Linked DNA regions of Mus musculus: all the other regions are linked to region 5. A link is a contact called in public HiChIP or PLAC-seq and Micro-C data. All regions are on one chromosome and are shown on one strand. Each heading gives the region's core, a stretch centred on a gene start, on an enhancer-like site or on the middle of the called end of the contact. The rest is flanking DNA. Distances are from core to core; before and after follow the strand shown. Region 1 overlaps Prep (prolyl endopeptidase). Region 2 holds the start of D030045P18Rik (RIKEN cDNA D030045P18 gene). Region 3 holds the start of Prep (prolyl endopeptidase). Region 4 has its middle 86 kb from the start of D030045P18Rik. Region 5 holds the start of Lin28b (lin-28 homolog B (C. elegans)).

What was found. Hi-C and Micro-C count contacts between places; a contact is called where the count stands out from the background. HiChIP or PLAC-seq counts read pairs in DNA pulled down with a chosen protein or histone mark.
Region 1: an H3K4me3 HiChIP or PLAC-seq map of stem cell-derived neural progenitor cells shows a contact between it and region 5, with 13 read pairs. The contact joins the enhancer-like site here to the promoter of Lin28b in region 5. A contact is called at or near these places in 1 of 39 promoter capture datasets (pre-B cells) and 2 of 115 datasets of contacts at active chromatin or transcription factors (pro-B cells and stem cell-derived neural progenitor cells).
Region 2: a contact with region 5 is called in an H3K4me3 HiChIP or PLAC-seq map of embryonic stem cells, with 4 times the contacts expected there. The contact joins the promoter of D030045P18Rik here to the promoter of Lin28b in region 5. A contact is called at or near these places in 10 of 39 promoter capture datasets (the C10 cell line, cranial neural crest, embryonic stem cells and 6 more), 8 of 484 Hi-C or Micro-C datasets (the N1E-115 cell line, cerebral cortex, cortical neurons and 3 more), 6 of 115 datasets of contacts at active chromatin or transcription factors (differentiating embryonic stem cells, embryonic stem cells and stem cell-derived neural progenitor cells) and 1 of 9 other capture datasets (embryonic stem cells).
Region 3: a contact with region 5 is called in a Micro-C map of embryonic stem cells, with 6 times the contacts expected there. The contact joins the promoter of Prep here to the promoter of Lin28b in region 5. A contact is called at or near these places in 5 of 484 Hi-C or Micro-C datasets (the G1E-ER4 cell line and embryonic stem cells) and 1 of 115 datasets of contacts at active chromatin or transcription factors (embryonic midbrain).
Region 4: a contact with region 5 is called in an H3K4me3 HiChIP or PLAC-seq map of embryonic limb bud, with 3 times the contacts expected there. The contact joins the enhancer-like site here to the promoter of Lin28b in region 5. A contact is called at or near these places in 2 of 115 datasets of contacts at active chromatin or transcription factors (embryonic limb bud and pro-B cells).

The regions. Positions count from the first base shown.
Region 1 is chr10:45,101,596-45,105,240 of GRCm38.p6, reverse strand. The region is part of intron 6 of Prep (prolyl endopeptidase); the gene reads right to left. Among named protein-coding and RNA genes, the nearest start is that of Prep, 36 kb to the right of the region's middle. Within about 2 kb of position 1,825, at least 55 of the 459 cell types and tissues checked have an H3K27ac peak or open chromatin away from gene starts, as enhancers often do. A contact at or near this core is called in pro-B cells and stem cell-derived neural progenitor cells, where this site is marked.
Region 2 is chr10:45,806,297-45,810,022 of GRCm38.p6, reverse strand. It overlaps D030045P18Rik (RIKEN cDNA D030045P18 gene), which reads right to left and starts at 2,319. Exons shown (of 3, transcript NR_040624.1): 1 at 2,067-2,319.
Region 3 is chr10:45,065,226-45,068,699 of GRCm38.p6, reverse strand. It overlaps Prep (prolyl endopeptidase), which reads right to left and starts at 1,484. Exons shown (of 15, transcript NM_011156.3): 1 at 1,325-1,484. The coding sequence starts at 1,369. It also overlaps 2310075K07Rik.
Region 4 is chr10:45,892,369-45,896,024 of GRCm38.p6, reverse strand. No RefSeq gene overlaps it. Among named protein-coding and RNA genes, the nearest start is that of D030045P18Rik, 86 kb to the right of the region's middle. Within about 2 kb of position 1,929, at least 32 of the 459 cell types and tissues checked have an H3K27ac peak or open chromatin away from gene starts, as enhancers often do. A contact at or near this core is called in embryonic limb bud, where this site is marked.
Region 5 is chr10:45,468,390-45,472,120 of GRCm38.p6, reverse strand. Lin28b (lin-28 homolog B (C. elegans)) reads left to right here and starts at 1,920. Exons shown (of 5, transcript NM_001031772.2): 1 at 1,920-2,070; 2 at 2,903-3,084. The coding sequence starts at 2,061.

The DNA.
Region 1 (3,645 bases), core at 576-3,075, 370 kb after region 5:
ATCAGGGTCACACTGTTGACTCTTGTTCCGTATAAGAGCCTTGCTACACTTTCTACCTGTGATCCTTTAATTTGGTCATTTCATAGACATATTCTAAGTATCTATATGTACAAACTCATGTTTTATTTATGTATATTAATGATGTGTCAGTAAACTCACAGAAAATGTCACACCAGACGAAGGAGACAATCACACGTAAGCATGGAACTATGCCACATATTACACATCAACAAGTGCCACAAATAATAGGAAGAAATCTTAGCAAAGGGGGCAGGACATGTGGTGAAGGTCTGTAGTTTTAAAAATAGCACTGGGGGAGGCCCCTTAGCACAGCTCACTGGCAATGCCTCAGAGCTGTCATTTCATTTGACATTATCTGTGTGTGTGTGTGTGTGTGTGTGTGTGTGTGTTATCTGGAGGCTCTTGGTATTTTCTTGTTACTTTCACTTATTTGTAAGTAGATTACTACAGACTTGGCCTTAACAGTGTTCTTGGGATTTGCTGTGCTCCTTGGATCTGTGGTTTGTGTATTTTAACAAAAGTACCTTTTTTTTTTTTTTCAGCATTTCCCCTCATTTACATTTTAAAAACACCCTCATCTCTATCTTGGCATGTCAAACAATGAGCTTCACTTGGTCCTGTATAACGTTTTCTAAAAGCCGTTGTAAATTATTTCTATAATTTTTAAAGTCTTTGCTAACTCATTTGCCATTTCTGAATCTATCCGTATGATTAAGGATTTTCCTGGCTCCAGGTCACATTATTGTGCTTCATCGGCCATGTGGTGACTTCTGAATTGGACTCTGTGACTTGGAACGTCGTCAGGACTTTTTCTCTCTAATCTGCCTGTAAAATGTTTTGAATCAATTAATTTTCTGGCAAACCAGTTGGCCCCATTCCCACTTGCTCTCCAGCTTTGCTGGCTCAGGTCTGCAGCCTGACTGCACAAGCTCTCGCTCTCTAGGGACCACTGACTCCCTAGGTGCTGATAAGGCTTTGTGACTTTTGTCATAACGCTGTCACCAAGCCTTGTCAAGCGGTTAGTGGTTTATAGCTCCTGGGTGTTGAGCTCAGCCTGAATTAGGGAGCCCCATTCAATGCGCATGCATCCTGATAGAAGCCACAGAGTGATCCAAAAGCAAATCCCTGTGACTCTTCCCAGGAAGTCGCCACCACCACACACACCTTCAGTCTCTCTGGATCCTCAGTTTGGTGAGAATAAAATGCTCAGTTTCATTCCCAGACCTGTGTGTGTGTGAGTGCGCGCATGTTGCGTGTCTGTGTATATGTGTGTGTATACATATATACATATAATATACATATACATACATACATACATACACACACACACATATATTTTAAAGACAGAATCTCATGAAGCTCAGGCTGGCCTTGAACTCACTATGCCACCACAGATGGCCTTCAGTTCCTTCCTGGTCCTTCTGGCTCCACTTACTGAGTGTTAGGATTACAGGTATGTACAACTACACCTCAAAGTCAATTTCTTTATGACCCTTTTTCACTTCCGACTGATCAGAGTCACACATTTCATTTCTTTTCTGCTTTTACTAAGCTAACAAACTAATGCTCGTCATGTTAGCCCCACCTTTTTAGACAGTCCTATATTAAAAGCATCAGTAATCACAATTATAATTTTATTAGATATTATGCAAAACAGCCTCTTTAACATTAATTAGTTCAGGCTTTTGTTCTCTTGTCCTTTGAAAACAGACAGAAACTGTGCAGCTGCTTCGAGCCAGGCCACATCAATCACAAGTGACAGGCCTTCAGCTGCAGCGCCTCAGTCAATGGAAAAACAGAACAGCAACGTTCGCGCGAGAGCACCAGACCTTGGCGAGCAGCTGCTTCTGGAGTATCCCAGGAGCATCCCAGCACCACCAGACTAACAGCCCCAGCAGGTCACAGTCAGTCTAAGGCAGGGGTCCCAGGGCACACCGCTGTCACAATGACAGTTAAGACAGGTGTCGTCCTCTTGGTGATCATCACAGAGTCGCATAATTTGCCTAACTGGAAACACCTTTGTATTTTCAACGTTCAAGCTGTCAATCTCAAAACTATGTCTACATGATTTTCCTCTGAATGTACAGATTAGAAAAAAATACCTTTCTCCACTAAAAATTAATTAGGAACAATAGTTCCTTAGCTTCTTAGAATACTTTAAGGTTATTTTAAAGATGATTTTTAGAGATCACTGTGAAGACAAACATTCTGCTAATAAGGTCTTTCTGACTCTAACAGATAAGCGGTGGGGTTGGGGGGATCAAGAAGCAAACAAACAAGAGAGTCAGGGTCTGGACTTTGATGGACAGCCTAAGTCCTCCTCTACAAAGTATTACTGTTTTAAGCAGTATGATAGTAGTTATAGTAGCCTCGCTTTCTGAAAGCAATCTGACTAAAAACACTGTGTGGAAAAGAGAAGCAGTAATGCTAGTCTGACCAATTATGAAATATGTAATTCCTAAGTTTCTAGTTTTCATACCCTTTATTTTATAAGATTTTAAGTCTTGCAAACTTCCTTAAAGTCATAGTCACTTTTGTCCTTGATAAAACATTAACACAAGCAAAACCCCAAGAATGACTATAAATGAGACAGTTATGTTCTGATACTAGATCTACCTACCTTCTTCACGGTATTGGTAGGAATCAAAGTTGAAAGTCACCAGTCTTACTACTACAAAGTTTAATATGTCAATATTCTGATAGCTGTATTCTATGGTGTCCTCTGGCCTATATTTAGAGTGCTGATTTAACCCAACTAGAAAATAACTAAGGGCAAAAAGAAAGCTAGCATCTGGGGCTTGCCTTGGTTCCAGCTACTTGGAAATACTACCAATAAAATGGAGACTGAGTTGAGTGCTGTCTCACCCCTGGAGTGAGCTACCACAGCGAGGTTCACAAACAAGACCTTTCTTAAAATAAAGCATATTCATTTGCCCAGAGTAGATGAGGGCACTCAGGTGTCACCAAAGGTGGCTGATTTCAGTAGGATCACCCAGCTTCTATTTTCTCTAACAAAGACATGCCACAAACATAGGTACTCAGTGGATCACAGCTAAGGACGAGTTTATTCAACCAGATTATTGACGGGTTACCCAGTGGCTGCCACTGAACTCGATTCTAGATTACACAGAAAACCAGGGCAGGGCTTTGAGAGCTAACACTAAGCTATTTAAGACAGACAGATGCAAACAGTCAATATTGTTGATTGAACATGATGTATGATGGTCAGGGAGGAGCAACTAATGGTTAAAGCTCTGAAAGAAATGTAGATCCCAGAATGCTTTAGGAAAATGCGTCCACAATTTCTAAGGAGATGTCAGACTTCTAAAGTCAGTTGCTTAAGACTTCCCATCCTTACAACTGCTTGTGCTAGTGTAGGTATGCGGTCCCATGACCAGGGAACTGCCTAGTGTATACCCAGGCTATATGCAATGCACTCACTCTCAGCATACGTCTCAGGACGGACAGATGCCACCCTCCAGGACTAAAACACTCACGTCTTTCTGTGCTGGATGCTGGAACAGAGAACTAACTATGAGTAGAAGGAGCAGAGAAAGCGGTGACACCTGAGACTGGAGGCTAACAGAGGCAGGCAAACGGGCTTTAACAGCTTGGAGAGTTCAC
Region 2 (3,726 bases), core at 1,070-3,569, 340 kb before region 5:
AAGGAGAGGTTACAGGCTGTGTGGAAGATATAAAATAGTTTGGATGGGTTAAATAAGTTACAAGCTAGTCAGAGAATGAGTCAAGGCTCGTAGCAAAGACATTTATTAATAAATAATTAGTCTCAGAGTCTTATTCTTGGAGAAAGGCCTGGAAAGGAAAAGCAGTTTTATTTATTTTACATTTTTTCTGAAAGCTTTTGTGACCATGCCGTTTGTTGATGGTGTACCCTGCTTCCTGGAATGGGAGAATACTGCACTTAACTGCCCAGGCAAAAGAAGTAGATCTATATGAACTGCTGTGGTCAATCAAATGGGAAGTGGATGTTTTCTTTCTATCAAAAAGAGTGAAGGTTGGAGTTAATTGTCAACTTGACAGAATCTGGCGTCGCCTGGGAGAAGGGACCTTGAGCATGGGTGGGACGGGTGTCTAGATTATGTTGTGTTGCAGGAAGATCCACTGTGGGTCTTACACCTGAGAAAGCAGAAGTGACTGAGCACTAGCATGCATGTGTCTGCCCCTTCCGCTTTGCTGCTTTTCTGCAATGTGAAGAGCTACCTCAGTCTCTGCTGCTGGGACTTCCCCAACATGCTAGCCTATACCCTTGAACTGTGAGCTGAAATAACCCTCCTTAAGTTCCTCTCATCATATCCCCCGTGTGTCAGACACCATGGGGCAAAACTAAAGCAGGATAACACTCTTGAGAAAACGGTTGTCGAGGCTATAGGGATGGCTCTGCAGTGAAGACCACTGAGGGCAGGACCATTGAGTTCCTAACAACTACGTGGCAGCACACAGTAACTCCAGTTCCAAGGGATCTGACACCCTCTTCTGGCCCCCTCAGATGCCAGGGGCATGCACAAGGTGCACATATGTTCATGCAGGCGAAACATACACCAACAAAACAAAAGCAAATAAATATTTTAAATGGTGATAGGCATGGAGAGACATGGACTTTGAGAGCAAGGGTACATTGTCACTCAAAACCCATCTGACACTGCCATTAATAACATAGCAAGACCTGAAACTTGGCCTAGAATTCTTCTCACTATAACATGCTATCAATAATATATTGATATATATAGCTTTCTGAAATAACAATCTACATGCAAAATGCCTTTCATATAATACTCTCAAAGGTCAGTTGCTGTTATTTCTGCTTTAACTGAAGAAACTATGGCAATGAGCCGTGCATGAACAGAAAACATCTCCACTTGGTCATCCTTGAAAAATGTGGTGTTAAAGTTTCCACTCACATTTTCGAGCTAAGCTATATGCCTGTACAGGAAATACAAATTATTAATAGCAGTTCCAGTATCTTATAAATGCAGAAAGTAATAAATATAAAAATGTTAAGTACACAGAGTCGATGATAGAGAGGATTTGTTTATTTGCACGATTTATGAAATTGTGACCTTGAAACTCTCATGCAAAAAAAAAAGCCATTAATCCCAATTTGTAAAGTACATGGGACCCACAGCAGGAGTGGTAATGTGGATAAAAGGCAATGTAAGAAGGCATAGACTGTCTTTTATAGCACATTTGTCAGCTTCCTTCCCATTAAGCCTGTTTTAAAAGGTGAGGTATATTTCTGACCCTAAAAAGTTAAAATTACTCACCCCAATCAATCTGGTATTGTACATTGAGATATACTGCCTTCTTCCACAAGTACTAAAAAATTTTATAAACCCTGAGGTAACCAGAGATGAATTTCTTAATAAAAATTCAATTTGTAAGGTTTCAATATTATTTACTTCTTGATTATAATTTGTGAGCCTTGCCCAATACAGCCACATAACTCCCTCCTCTGGCAGTGGAAGTTAAATTGATTGGGCCTGTTCACTAAATAACACATGAGCTGAACCATTTTTTTTTCTTCTCAAGTCTCTCATACTGCCTTGCTATTTACTTTCTGTCAAAATAATCCTTGCATGTCAGCCACCAGGCAAAACATAGACATCTATCTAAGAATTTTCCTCTCAGTTTAGTAAATGACTTTATATTGGAAAGTCTTTCTGCTCACGCAAAATTCACATAGAAGGGGAAAAAAAAGGTAACTCTGACATACCTGTTTCACCATTGTGGGAGGAAAAAATGCTGACACTGATCCTTGCTTCTCCCTCAGACCAAGGAATACGGCTTTATTTTGCACTTCCGGTGCTATTCATTCTCAATAGTAATCACCAGAGACTTAATTACACCTTCGTGTATGCCGGAGCAGAGGCATACAGTGTTAGTCCACAGGGTACTTGTGGGAGGGGCACATGGAGGCCCTGGAACTTTCCATTCTGCCTAGTTTCCTGGAATTCTGGCAGGACAACGGAAGTCCGCATGGATGCTGCACTGTTGGATGCTGGGAGCCTAAGAAGAAATCCCATTGTGTCCTCCCACAACCTTATCAGTTCAAGACAGAAATCCTCAGGCAGAGTCCGTTTCTCCAGCGAGGGACATTGCTTGGACTGAGAAGCCAGGCCACATGCGGGTCTGTAGTAGAATTGAAGCAAACTGTGCCCCTTGAACGACCTGTCTGACCAACTGTTAATCATTATCCAAACCTCAACAGAGGGGGGGAAATAACAATAAAGACCCTCAACTCTCACTGCACACGGTGGGATAAACGCAGGCAGCACCCAAGAGCCCAATAACACGGAGAGAGCAAAGCTGAAACTGGTATTTAATCTCTGGGGAGAGGAAAGAGGGCATAGAAAAGAGAGAACTCTAATTGAAACCGCACAGAAGCCCCCAGTCAGTGCTTCACGCTGACAGTCTCGAAGCCTGTGTGGAAATTGGCTTCACAGTCTTTGTTTCCTCTGGGCCACATGCTGCGAATCTGGTTACAATCATAGCTGTTATTAATCAGAACCGGGCTTGGGTTGCTGGCAAGTAAGTGGTACCAGGATGTAAGCTTTTATGTGCAGATACACAGGCTCCATTGACTTTGCCCTCAAATTCCCACATACTGCTCATCAATATGTACAGAATGCTCTCCAGAGCGGAACATCCAAGGCACGGGAAAGGCCAGGGAGACTGACCAGAGAAAGAAATTAGGAACGACAGATGTTTGACTTCTGCAAGGTCAGAGAGGCCGGTAAATAAGGTCCAGAAGCAGAGAGCCAAGGCTAGGGAGGTCTTGCCCATCAAACCTCGGCTCCAAAAGCACTGCAAAGTCACGTCCTGAGAGAAGATCAACAGCGCCTGAAGCAAGCAACTCTGGTGTCAGCCCAGAGCTCAGGTTCAAACACCTGGCTGAGAAGCCTCTGGCAAGAGATGACAAGTGTGGCTAAGTGGCAGACCATGTGCTCAGCATGCACAAGGCTCTGGAGTCAACTCCCAACACCAAATAAACAAACAGATAAATAAAAAGTTGGCAGAAAAGCCAAGCACTTGCTGGGGATTGGTGATTTACATAAAGGAGAGCAGCTTGGGAGTGGCTGACATATAAATTACATCTTTCTACAAATTCCCTGACTTCCTCCTCACCCCAACACCTACTAGTTGGCACAGCAGCATCTACACTCATTCTGGCTCTACCATATTCCCAGATCACTGGCTAGAGTGCTCACTTGCCTTTTTTCCTGGGTAGTTTCAGGTTCATTCTTACACATCAAACCAATATGGCTTCTTCAGTATGTGTCATGGCCAATTCCCCAACTGGGAGGAACCCCAGGTACGGACAAAACAGAGAATGGGAAAACCCCTCTATACATTTCTTATTAATACTTGTTTTT
Region 3 (3,474 bases), core at 235-2,734, 400 kb after region 5:
CACAGGTATAATACATATTATTGGTAACATATATACATGTACATATGCTAACCTGAAAACCGAAAAGACACTCAAGACTCAGAGTCGGAACAGTTTCACATCTTTGTACCTGGCCCACGGCAGAGCTCGGCCATCTAGATGACAAGTCAAGGCCTGTCAGCCTTAATAGTCCATGTATAAAAGGGGGCCTCACACATGAACTCACAACAGGTAAGACTTGCCCAATGTCACCCAGGTAGTGAGGGCCACCAACAACAGCATTCAGGTTGTCTGGGAGTTAACCAGTCCCCTTGAAGATGAATTCAATGAGCAAGCAGTTAAACCAACTGAGAACATGGTTCCCAGGGGTCACCCATTAATGCAGCACAGATACTTGGACGTTCACTTGAAAAGGAGAAGGTCTTTAACACTGAGACTTTACCTCCATGTGTGATGTGCTGAGTTCAGAGTACATTTTCTGTCATGAACCAGATCAAAGTAAACAGGAAAAAAAATAGAATGGTATTATACAAAAATATTTTTACTTTGATTCTATTTTAAGTAACCTGAGAAACCAGGTTGTGACTACAGGAATTGGGGTCCTAATGTTTGGATTCAATCCACTTAAGTCCCAAACTACTTTTTACACACACACACACACACACACACACACACACACACACTTCTGAATTTCACTACCTGGGTCTCAAGTTACCTGCAGTTCACCTGCAGCTTAGGTAAACAGTTAACTCCCAGCGGGGAAAACTTTCCTTGCAAAAGGCCACCCCGTCTTAACTTCCTTTCTTAAGCGAACCTGACTGGCCCCAGCACACTGTGGGCCCACTGCTCCTTCCCCAACACTGCCTCCCTTATTTGCATCCCAGCAGCCAACGTCAGGCACCCGATTCGGGACAGCACAGCCTTAAAGCGCAATGAATGAGCTTCAACTCTAAGGACTTGCAAATTCCAAGTTCTCAAAGTTTGCTTTTGTTTTCAAATCTTACATCATTTTTCCCACGCACACACACCAGCATACACTTGGTGCTACCACCATATTTAAGCCAGACTGCTTCTCCTCTTAGAAGCACAGGGGTACGTTCTGGCTGCCCACTGGCCCCAGATGCCCATGCCTGCCCGGGGGGTCTGTCCTTGGGGCCGAGCGGCGTTGACCACGGGCGTGGACACGTGGGCCGAGGCCGCCCGCTAGGTTCAGGCTGGGAGGAGCCCCGCGACCCGGGCGGCTCCGCAAACAAAGGCCGGGGAGCGGCGCGGGGCGAGCGGGGGCTGCGGGAACCGAGCTGCGGGAGGCGCGGGTCGGGGGGCGCGGTGAGAGCGGGGTACTCACGGAGGTCTCGTCGCGGTACACGTCGGGGTACTGGAAGGACAGCATGGCCGGATCCGGGCGCGGGCTGAAGGGGGGAAGTGCGGGCGAGGCTGGGCGCGGACTGCGGCGGAGGGCGGCGTGCGAGCGGGCGAGCGGACAGCCGGCGTGCACGGGCGGACTCACGGTGGGGCAGTGCGCCAAGCAGGAAGACGCTGTCGGCAAGGCCGGGAGCCCCTCCCCGGCGGGCGGGCCCAAGCGGCGACAAGAGGGAGCGGAGTCGCCGCGCGGGCGCCGGAACGGGCGCACAGCTCCCTCTGCAGGAGCACCAGCCGCGCCCGGGCGCACGGAGGAGCACGCTGGCGACGCCGCGCCACGCCGCTCGGCGACCGGCCTCCCGCAGCCCCGCGCTACGCCGCCTCCCCTCCTTCGCGCCCAGGAAGGAAAACTTTGCCTCTTCCCTGACCTAGGCCGGCTTTCCCCAACCCGCCCGTCCGCCTGCCTGCCACCAGCCACTCTGTATATGGAAGAAGAAATGCTTCAAGGTGATCGTGAAGGAAGTACAGCTTCCTCCCTTAACCCTTGATGGACACGGACTGCTCGGCCTCCAGGCTGAAGAGGTTCTTCAGAGGTGTTGCCAAGACAATGGATGATCCCTTGTTGGAGATTTACTGACTGATGGGGAGCGAGGTGAGAGAACTTATGGTAACCTAGGGTCCTTGTCTGACCCTATGGCTCCTCCCTTCTGCTTCGGGTTTTGTATTTTGAGCAACACTGTTCCTGAGTTGTAAAGAGACAAGATACCTCCTGCCTGATCTCAAACCCATCATGAAGACTGACTGACTACACTTCTCTATCCATGGGCCTCCTTTGTAGACCACCCAGAAGAGGCATTGTAGCCCCAATTTTCAATGTGTATAATGTGTCCTTGCCTTCCTACTTGCCATGGGAAAGATAGGGCCATCAGTAAAAGTCTGCATTATAAGAGAATTCTCACTGTTGGTTTCTAACTATTAAGGCTCATGTTGCAGGCTAGCACTACTGAACCCAGTCGCCAGGGGCTGCCAGGAGGTCTAGCTCCTGCCATCTCTGTGTGCAGTGCGTCATAAAGATAATCCCAAGGACACTTGACTCAGAGAATCCCCAGATAAGCGTTGATGCCTCCTTAAATGTTGATTTGAAAACTGTTATTGTCCCAGTTTTACAGTTGAGATAAACTGGAACTTTGTTTTGCTCAGTTTCACAAATAGTAGGGGTGGAGAAGAAAAGAGAGCCAGGATTCAGTCCCTGAAGGCTAACATTTCATTTCTACCTGTCCGACGTCTTCCCCCTCAGAAGGCACATAGAGATGCAGTTTGTTTGTAGTTTACAAGGGCATCCTTTTTAGCAAGAGAAACTTGAGTTTGACTACTTATGCTAGAAAGACTGACAAGTGTAGCAGCAGCTCATTATTATTATTATCATTATTATCATTGTCCCTGTTGCTGTGATTAAAAAAAAAAAAAAAAACTCTGACTAAGAAAACAAACACAGGGAGGAAAGGATTTGTTTTTGCTTACAGGTCAACATAACTCATTTGTTCTACAGCCCAAGTCTACCTGCTCATGGATGGTACTTCCTAGAGGGCTAGGCCTTCCTATATCAAATAGCAATCAAGAAAATGCCCCGCAGACATGCCCAAAGCAGATCTGCTAGCGGCAACTCTTCCATTATTCCTTCTCCCCCAGTGGGTGTGTGGAACTCACAAGCCATGACAATACTCAGGGAGGAATGGAGCCTCTGATACCATTCACTTTCTCTCCTTAGGGTCAACCACGTGTCCAGCTCCTTGGACCTCGACAGCTGAAAACCTGCACTCCCTGGTTGTATACCCTTCATGTTTTCCAGGTTCTAGATCTGTGCTGTCCCTTTAATCCCGTAACAAACTCTATTTAACAGATACAGAAAAATCTCAGCCACCTTAAAGCGCCTAAGTCACCCAACACTAAGACAGAACCAAGGCTCCCTTACTTCAGTTGGTCCTAAAGTCCACCTCCCTGTTATCAATGAAGCATTTGAACTGTTTTAGAAATGGAAGTGTTATCTCCAGAATAAAGACCAGAGTGTCTCTGTTACTGAGGGGGTGGGTAGGGGCATGGGGAGCACCTCCAAGACAGCCTTCAGCAGCATCTTTT
Region 4 (3,656 bases), core at 680-3,179, 420 kb before region 5:
CTGGCCATCTGCCTTTTATCCATATCTAGAATATTCTCAGCATACTAGCCAGACTGGTCCTAATAAAAACCTACCTGGAGTAGATGCTCTGTGTGTGTGTGTATGTGTTTGTGTGTGTGTATGTGAGTGTGTGTGAGCATGTGAGCAGGTGAGCGTGTGTGTGTGTGTGTGTGTGTGTGTGTGTGTGTGTGTGTAGGGCCTCACCCAGACCCCCTATTAGAACTGAGGCACTTGCTGCCCCAGCAGATTCAAGGTCAAATGGCAATGCCTTACATTTGAATCTGCCTCTAGGATTTTCCCTCAAAGAGAACTGTCTCCTAGAGGTTGTTCCCTCCCCATGGACGATGTGAACATGCAAAGGCGCAGCTCTTTTGTCTTCATTTGGGACTGGCTGTGGAAGGGCTGAAGCCGCTGTTGCAAATGTGTTCGATTCAGCTTCTCCCTCTGCCCATTTCTGCTGACAGTCCCTCAGAGACTCTTCAACTAAAAACATGACCAAGATAAGGATGTTCCATGTGACTGTACATCTCAGAGTCTATTTCCAGGAAAAGTTAATGTAAGACACTAGATCATCTTGTTCCTGTGACCAAAACCCTCCAGTGACTCTTCAGTTCATATGAAAACTGACATTGTCACTATGACCTAGTATGCTTACATGACATGGCTCCTGGTACCTCATCTACTGTTGTGCCACCACTCAGGAAAAGCATATATCCAGATTCTCATTTTTAGAATGCTCTCTTCACAAATATGCACACAGTTTACTTGCTCACCTACCTCTGAGCCTTTCAATTCCATTTTTTTCTGGAATAGTCGTCTTCTTACTTTTTACTTGGAATGTACACAGAATCCTGTATCTTTGCATCACTAGCATGCCACTGCCTTGTTCTAAGCCAGTATCCTTTTTCTCCTGGATTCTCCCAATAGTCAGGAACTATCTTCAGACACCAAAGCATCACTGTACTTTCAATTGAACTTTCCTGCATTACACTTAGCTTGCCTGACCTCCACTATAACACTCTTACTTAGTGGGTTTATATCTTTCTCATACCACTAGAACAATTCCTGTTTGTCTATTTCATCCTCTATGCTTAGAATACTAGACATAAGATGAAAATGAATGAATGAATGAATGAGTGAGTGAGTGAAGAGTGCCAACAGTGTGCTAAGCACCACCGGACACATTTACATACATTTAGCTCTCCAACAAGTGGGAGAGAGGATGATGATATGTGCCTTTAAACTGTGAAAGCAGAGAACATTTCACATCAAAGGAATAATGGAGGCCAGATGTGACCTCCTGGCTCCAAACTCAAAGCTGTATTCCCAGTAGCCTCCCAAAGGCACTTACACTACTTTGTTTCCAAGTAAATCTAATCCTCTGTGAAAGACACTTCTAAGAATAAGGTGCAGAGACCAAGACAGAAAACGTGATCTCAACCCATGTTAGAGAATGCCTGTGTCCTTGCTACTGTAGTCAAACCACAAAATGAGTTTAACAGGGCTAGCTTCTAGATGTGCCCTCTGGGACCTGATTAACATGGAGGTGACTCACAGCGCACACAATAACATTTGGACAAGTCCATGGCAGAGTTTTGTTTCAGCTCACTGTCTTCCACTTAGCAAAAGAAAGTTTTATAAAGGAAGTGGGAATATAAGAACTTTCTGAGGTACAGTAAGGAGGAAGAGTCCTACCCAGCACTCAGCACCCATTAACTTCAGAGAGAACATCTACCCTGGATAGGCAGGGCAGGACATGATACAAATGGGAAATAAGCCTGACCCCAGGACAGAAGTCTTGTGTTGTACACACATGTGGGTCTGATGGAGTCTATTGGCATAAAAGCAAGGTGGGAATGCTCTAAATCAGCTTTTACCATCTAAGGATGGTCACACACAAAGCATGCATTGTGGCCACTAATGAAAGACATGTGCTGGAGCAGTTACACATGGCAGCAGGCTGAACACTAATGACATGAAACAGCTACAGTGCCTCTACACTGACCCCTGTGAAACCTCAGGCCTGACTTATAACAGGCAGAGCTAAACCAATTTATCACCAAATTATGCATCATTTAATAAAGACTGGTGTGACTCAACCTGCCAGGCAGGAATGCTGAGAGTGGAGGAAATGGCCTCTAAAGGCCCCTCTTCCTTGTCCTAAGCGCATCTTTAACCCTTCAGTGATTATGGTCTGCCTAATGTAAAAGTCTAAACTTCATAAACTGTCTAATAACCTTAGATTAGTCAGACCTTGGAATTCCCAGAGTAACGGACTTGAAGACTACAACTCTTTAAAAGTCATTGATAATAGATTAAGTGAAAGAAGTCTATTCTCTCTTGAAACATCACTTACATTCACACACCCAAAGCAATTGTTGACTTTACCAGTGTCATTTGCAAAGTTGTTATCATAATATATTCTCATTTACAATAAAAATTACTCCTACAAATTTTATGTTCTACCCGTAGCTACTGATAGTTCTACCCTCTACATTTTCAAAGAGAAAAGTTCTAGAAACTTCACTACTGTCCTTGAAATGTAAAAATCCACACATTATCACACACACACACACACACAAATATCTCAACAGAAGTCATTCATGCGTGCCTGAGAGTAGACACAACCACATCAGGTTATAGACTACAGGGGCAAATGACTTAACAAAACTTCAGATGAAGCCAAGGGAATTACAGCAATTTCTATCATCAGCTCCATACAAAACCTTTTTAGTAACAGCCACAAAGCCACCAATAGATATGCCCTAAGAAGTTAGAGAATAGTACCTGTTTTCTTTCTCTTCCAGATATAATTGGTTTTTATGAGAACAACGTGCATCCTGTAGAAACATTTAGATTTCTGAACTCTTATAGGCTCTTTGGTCCTTCATGTTGCACCAAAGACTATGTGTCTCTTTAATGAAATCACGAAATGGTGAGGGAGCCAAAAATACATTTTGTAATTAAGCTCGGCGACAATCAACTATATGAAGACAAGCAATAGTGGTTTTCTTTCTCCTGAAATTTCCATTTCATCTGACAGTTCTGTTTCTACATCTCATTCCTTCTCCTTTTTCTTCCACCATAATAATAAAAGTATCAAGAATTTCTAATATATAAAGAAAATTGAAAGGCTCATTCATGTGCCAGAAAACCTGTTTCTAATCATGGGGGTTGTCATGGTCTTTAGGTTTTATTTTTTTTTCTTGAACTATTTTATTACTTAAGAAATGTTAAGGAAAGATACCTCAAAAGAAAGACAGACCTATTGTAAGCATTTTTGTATGTATTGACTCAATATGTGCTCACAACAGCTTCAGAATAAAGGCCCCTTTGTTATGGTCATCTTGCAGCCAAAGAAGCCAAGGCAGGGAGTGGAGGAACGCACCAGGACTGCTAGTTCCAAATGGTGGAGGCCGGAGTCAAATCAGGGCAGTCAGAGTGCAGACTTAACCACATCTTGCAGCCTTGAAAAAGGCAGTGAGAAACCCAGAAGCTTTCATTGTGGTAACAAGGCAAAAAGCAATCCTGCTGTCTCTGTGCCCTCAAATAGCCTGACTGAATAATGTCATCCCTTAACCCATTTCACAAATTTGTAGAAAATGCACAGTGTTCTCTTTCTGTGATGTCTGTGGTTTATTTTATCCCCATTAAGA
Region 5 (3,731 bases), core at 671-3,170:
GGTAAACTATCCCAATTTTCCTGGATACTTTTCCAGGTTATTTGATATTAGATTTTTAAAAGGTATTTTATTTTAATTACAAAAAATAACATTTAGATTTTTATTGTTTATAATGTATAATATAACAAGTATGATAGTAATCCATTTCTACTATTAAGATAATGTTTAGTAAATGCTTGGTTGGCAAACAACTTCTTTAGAATGTGGGACTTGTTACTCTTGGAAAATCCCTTGGATTTTAAGGTTTTTTTTTCTCTCCACCAGCTGGCACATTGTTATCCTTCTCAAAATAAATAAAAGCTTGCCTCCTTCCTGAGAACAAAAAAGAAAGACCAGATTTAAAAAAAAAAATCTTTCCAAATTGATCAGTTTTGATTGGATACCATTTATCACAAACAGCTGAAAATAATTTATTTCTTTATGTATCGATTAATTTCAGATCTGAGTCAATTATTTTTAGGTTTTCAGCATGAGGAGGAGTGTTAATAGGTGTGCTGTGTGGACTTTTCATAATCCCAACATTTTAGTTTGTGTGAAGCACTGTGTGGGCTGGCTAGAGAGATGGGGTGAGGGGTGTTCGGGCATGGTGGGGGAGGGTCAGCTGGTAGCTTTGAAGAAGGGAAGTGGTATCTACAGTTTTTCTGTAAACTGCTTGTTTAAGAAAATGGGGGGATGGGGTAGTGAAAGACTGGTGGAAGCCTTATAATGTTTCAAAACAGGTAATTTATTTTAAAGAAACAAAGCACTTCTAGTTAATATACATTGGTTTTTTTTTTTTAAACATTCGATAAGGTGGTTAGTACGGTTACAAACACAACAAAAACAATTTGAAAAGCAAAAAGTGTTGATGCAGAGGGCCAACAGGAAGGGACAGGAGGAGCCCATTGCGTTATTACAGTCTCATGCATTTGACCGACCTGCTTGCTGGCAGTAGACCTCTAAGATGTCAGGGTCCACTTAATATTAGGCGGATTTACCTTTCCCCTATGCGCCCTCCCCCACCCCCCACCCCAGCAGCGGAGGCTTTTTTCTTTACAGTCGCCTCTCCTGCATCCCTCTTTACCTCCTTGCGCTGCCCCCCCTGCCCCCCCCCCCTGCGCTGAGTCTCCTGCTCTTGGGGAACAATCACCGCTGATTGAGGTTCACTCTACGTTAGGCTGGAAAACTGGGCTGTAATTTAGGAAGTCATTAATCACATCTCCTCCCCCGGAAAGAGATGTCGGAGAAACCTGTGAAGTATAATTTCTTCATACTTCTCAAAAATGTTCAGATATGAGCAACACTATTTGATAGGAAATTAGTAGTGATTTTTTTCAGTAGGATTTTATTTCAAATTGAAAAAAAAATCAGGTTGAAATTAGTTGTGCTTTTGCCTTTTGGTAGGTTTATGTTACCAATATCTGAAGTTAATTGTTATATAATTAAATTTAAGTTTGGACTTAAGAATTGCGTATTTTCCTCTACAAATTAAATATTAATGTCCCTAAGGTGGTTTGGTGCTGTGAAATAGCAGAATCCCTATGGGGTGTATATATGTGGGGAATAATAACATCAGTTGCTTTATTTAAATGGCTCCCCTATGAGATTAGAGAAGCTTGTGTGTAGAGCAGGCGTGTGCACATACACTGCCTTTTTAAACCAGCGATTCACAAGGGCCCTTCGTTTAAATAATACAAAATCAGCATTCTGATTAATCATAAAGAAGCGTCCCAGATTGTCTTTAAGATAACATGTTTGAGTTTTTCGTGCTCATTCATAAATTATTTTGATGTCAGCACAGATGAAATGGCGATTGGTTATCTCTTCCTCTTGCCAGCCCCTTAAGGATCCGAGGTGAATTAGTAGCAAGAAAGCATGTAATTGACAGAGTCACGTGTGCTCAGGGGCCAGAAACCGGAGAGAGAAGAGAAAAAAATCAAAAGAAGGAAAGCACATTAGACCATGCGAACTAAATTTGTGATCGCACAAAATCAAGATGTTAGACTGATGCTGAAGATCACTCCGGTCCAAAGGGAAAGTTTTCATCTCTGGAGTTTGAAGCTGAGGGCCGGTGGGGCAACATGGCCGAAGGTTAATTTTCTTTTCTATTGTTTTACTGTGATTCCTCTCTTCTTTTCTCCCCTGCTTCTCCCCACCACGTAGTTTTTCACCCCTTCTCTCCTTTCCCCCATTACCCTAATACTGGGCATTATCTCCCCACCCCCTTAGAGTGCCGTGGGGCTTTGGCAAAACCTATTGTTACAGATCTCCAAAATGTTTTGTACCGCCCACACTGATTCACAACTTGGAAAGCTTTCAGAGGGCTATTGTTTGAATTGTGTGTGTGTGTGCATGTGTGTGTGTGTGATTACGTGTAGTTTCAGTTAGTGAGTTCAAGAAAACTTTTATACACCTGCCCCCTCCCCCATTCTACCCTAACTTTAATTGAAAGTTAGGGGGAGGGGAACGCACATTGCAAATACCCCGGGATTCCCGTCTGCCTCATGTGCATTAACCAGTAGCCAGCCATCCTTAGGATTTCTCTTTTTTTCTTTCTCCTTGCTAGGAAAAGCAATCTCGCTGAAAAATTACTCTTTGTAAATTGGAATAGTATTAGATCAGCAGCCTGTGAGTGAAGTGTCAGAAGCTGTAACCGTAGAATGTTGCCGAGAAAGGAGCCAGATGAAAAAGTCTGCGGCTGTACGGAAACGTGGAAGCTGCTGTGAGCAGTGCAGCAATGTGGCTTCCCCTCCCTGGCTTTGCTTTTAACCCTTTTTGTTTCAATTTTTTTTTTAAGAAGGAAAATGTTTGCCAACCTTTTGTTTTTAATCTTCATGTCTTCTTTTCCCAAGCAAAACTTTTTGTTTAGATGAGCACTGTATAGAAATGCAGGCTAACTGACTTTTGTCCTCTTCCGTGTCAGGCGGGGCAAGCAAAGGTGAAGAGCCAGAAAAACTGCCCGGGCTGGCAGAGGACGAACCCCAGGTTCTGCATGGCACTGGCCACTGTAAATGGTTCAACGTGCGCATGGGATTCGGATTCATCTCCATGATAAGTCGAGAGGGAAATCCCTTGGATATTCCAGTGGATGTATTTGTACACCAAGTAAGCCAGACTTTTTAATCCCTTTTTTACCGGATTCCATGCTTGGGAGTTGGTGTGTAGTTATGTTAATATATATAGAAAAATGTGCTTTTAAGTGTATTGTAATACGGAAATATTCGATAAAAATCAGGTGATTGTCCAGTTTTCAGATGTGTCCCTGCTGGGGTATATTTTTATAAATAGAAAATGAAGGCTGGTACTTCACTGACTGGTACAACATAACTCGAGTTGATATTATTTAATAAACCTTCCCTTCATTCGACAAGGAAATTGCATTCTGGAAGCGCCCCTTACTATTGGCTTACATTGCCTGGACTTATGAATGAACATGAAGTGCAGGAAGAAACCCTGGGATCCTGAGGTTTCCCACAGCCAGTTGGCTTGTTGTAAGAAAGTATAGATAGGCACCCTACTTTTGGATACTTCTAATGACAGTACCACCTGTACTAGTTTATCACTGTCTGTTCTGTGGTCATTTGCGGGCTTAGGAAAAAATAATTTGGTTAATAGTAAAATAAAATAGAATGTCATTAATGAAGAGTGGGGTTTGAAGCAATGCCAGAGAAGATTTAACCAAACCTTTAAGAACTATTTCCTTTTAGGTCATTGATTCAGGGATACTGTCTCTTTAAGAGACCAATTTTTTT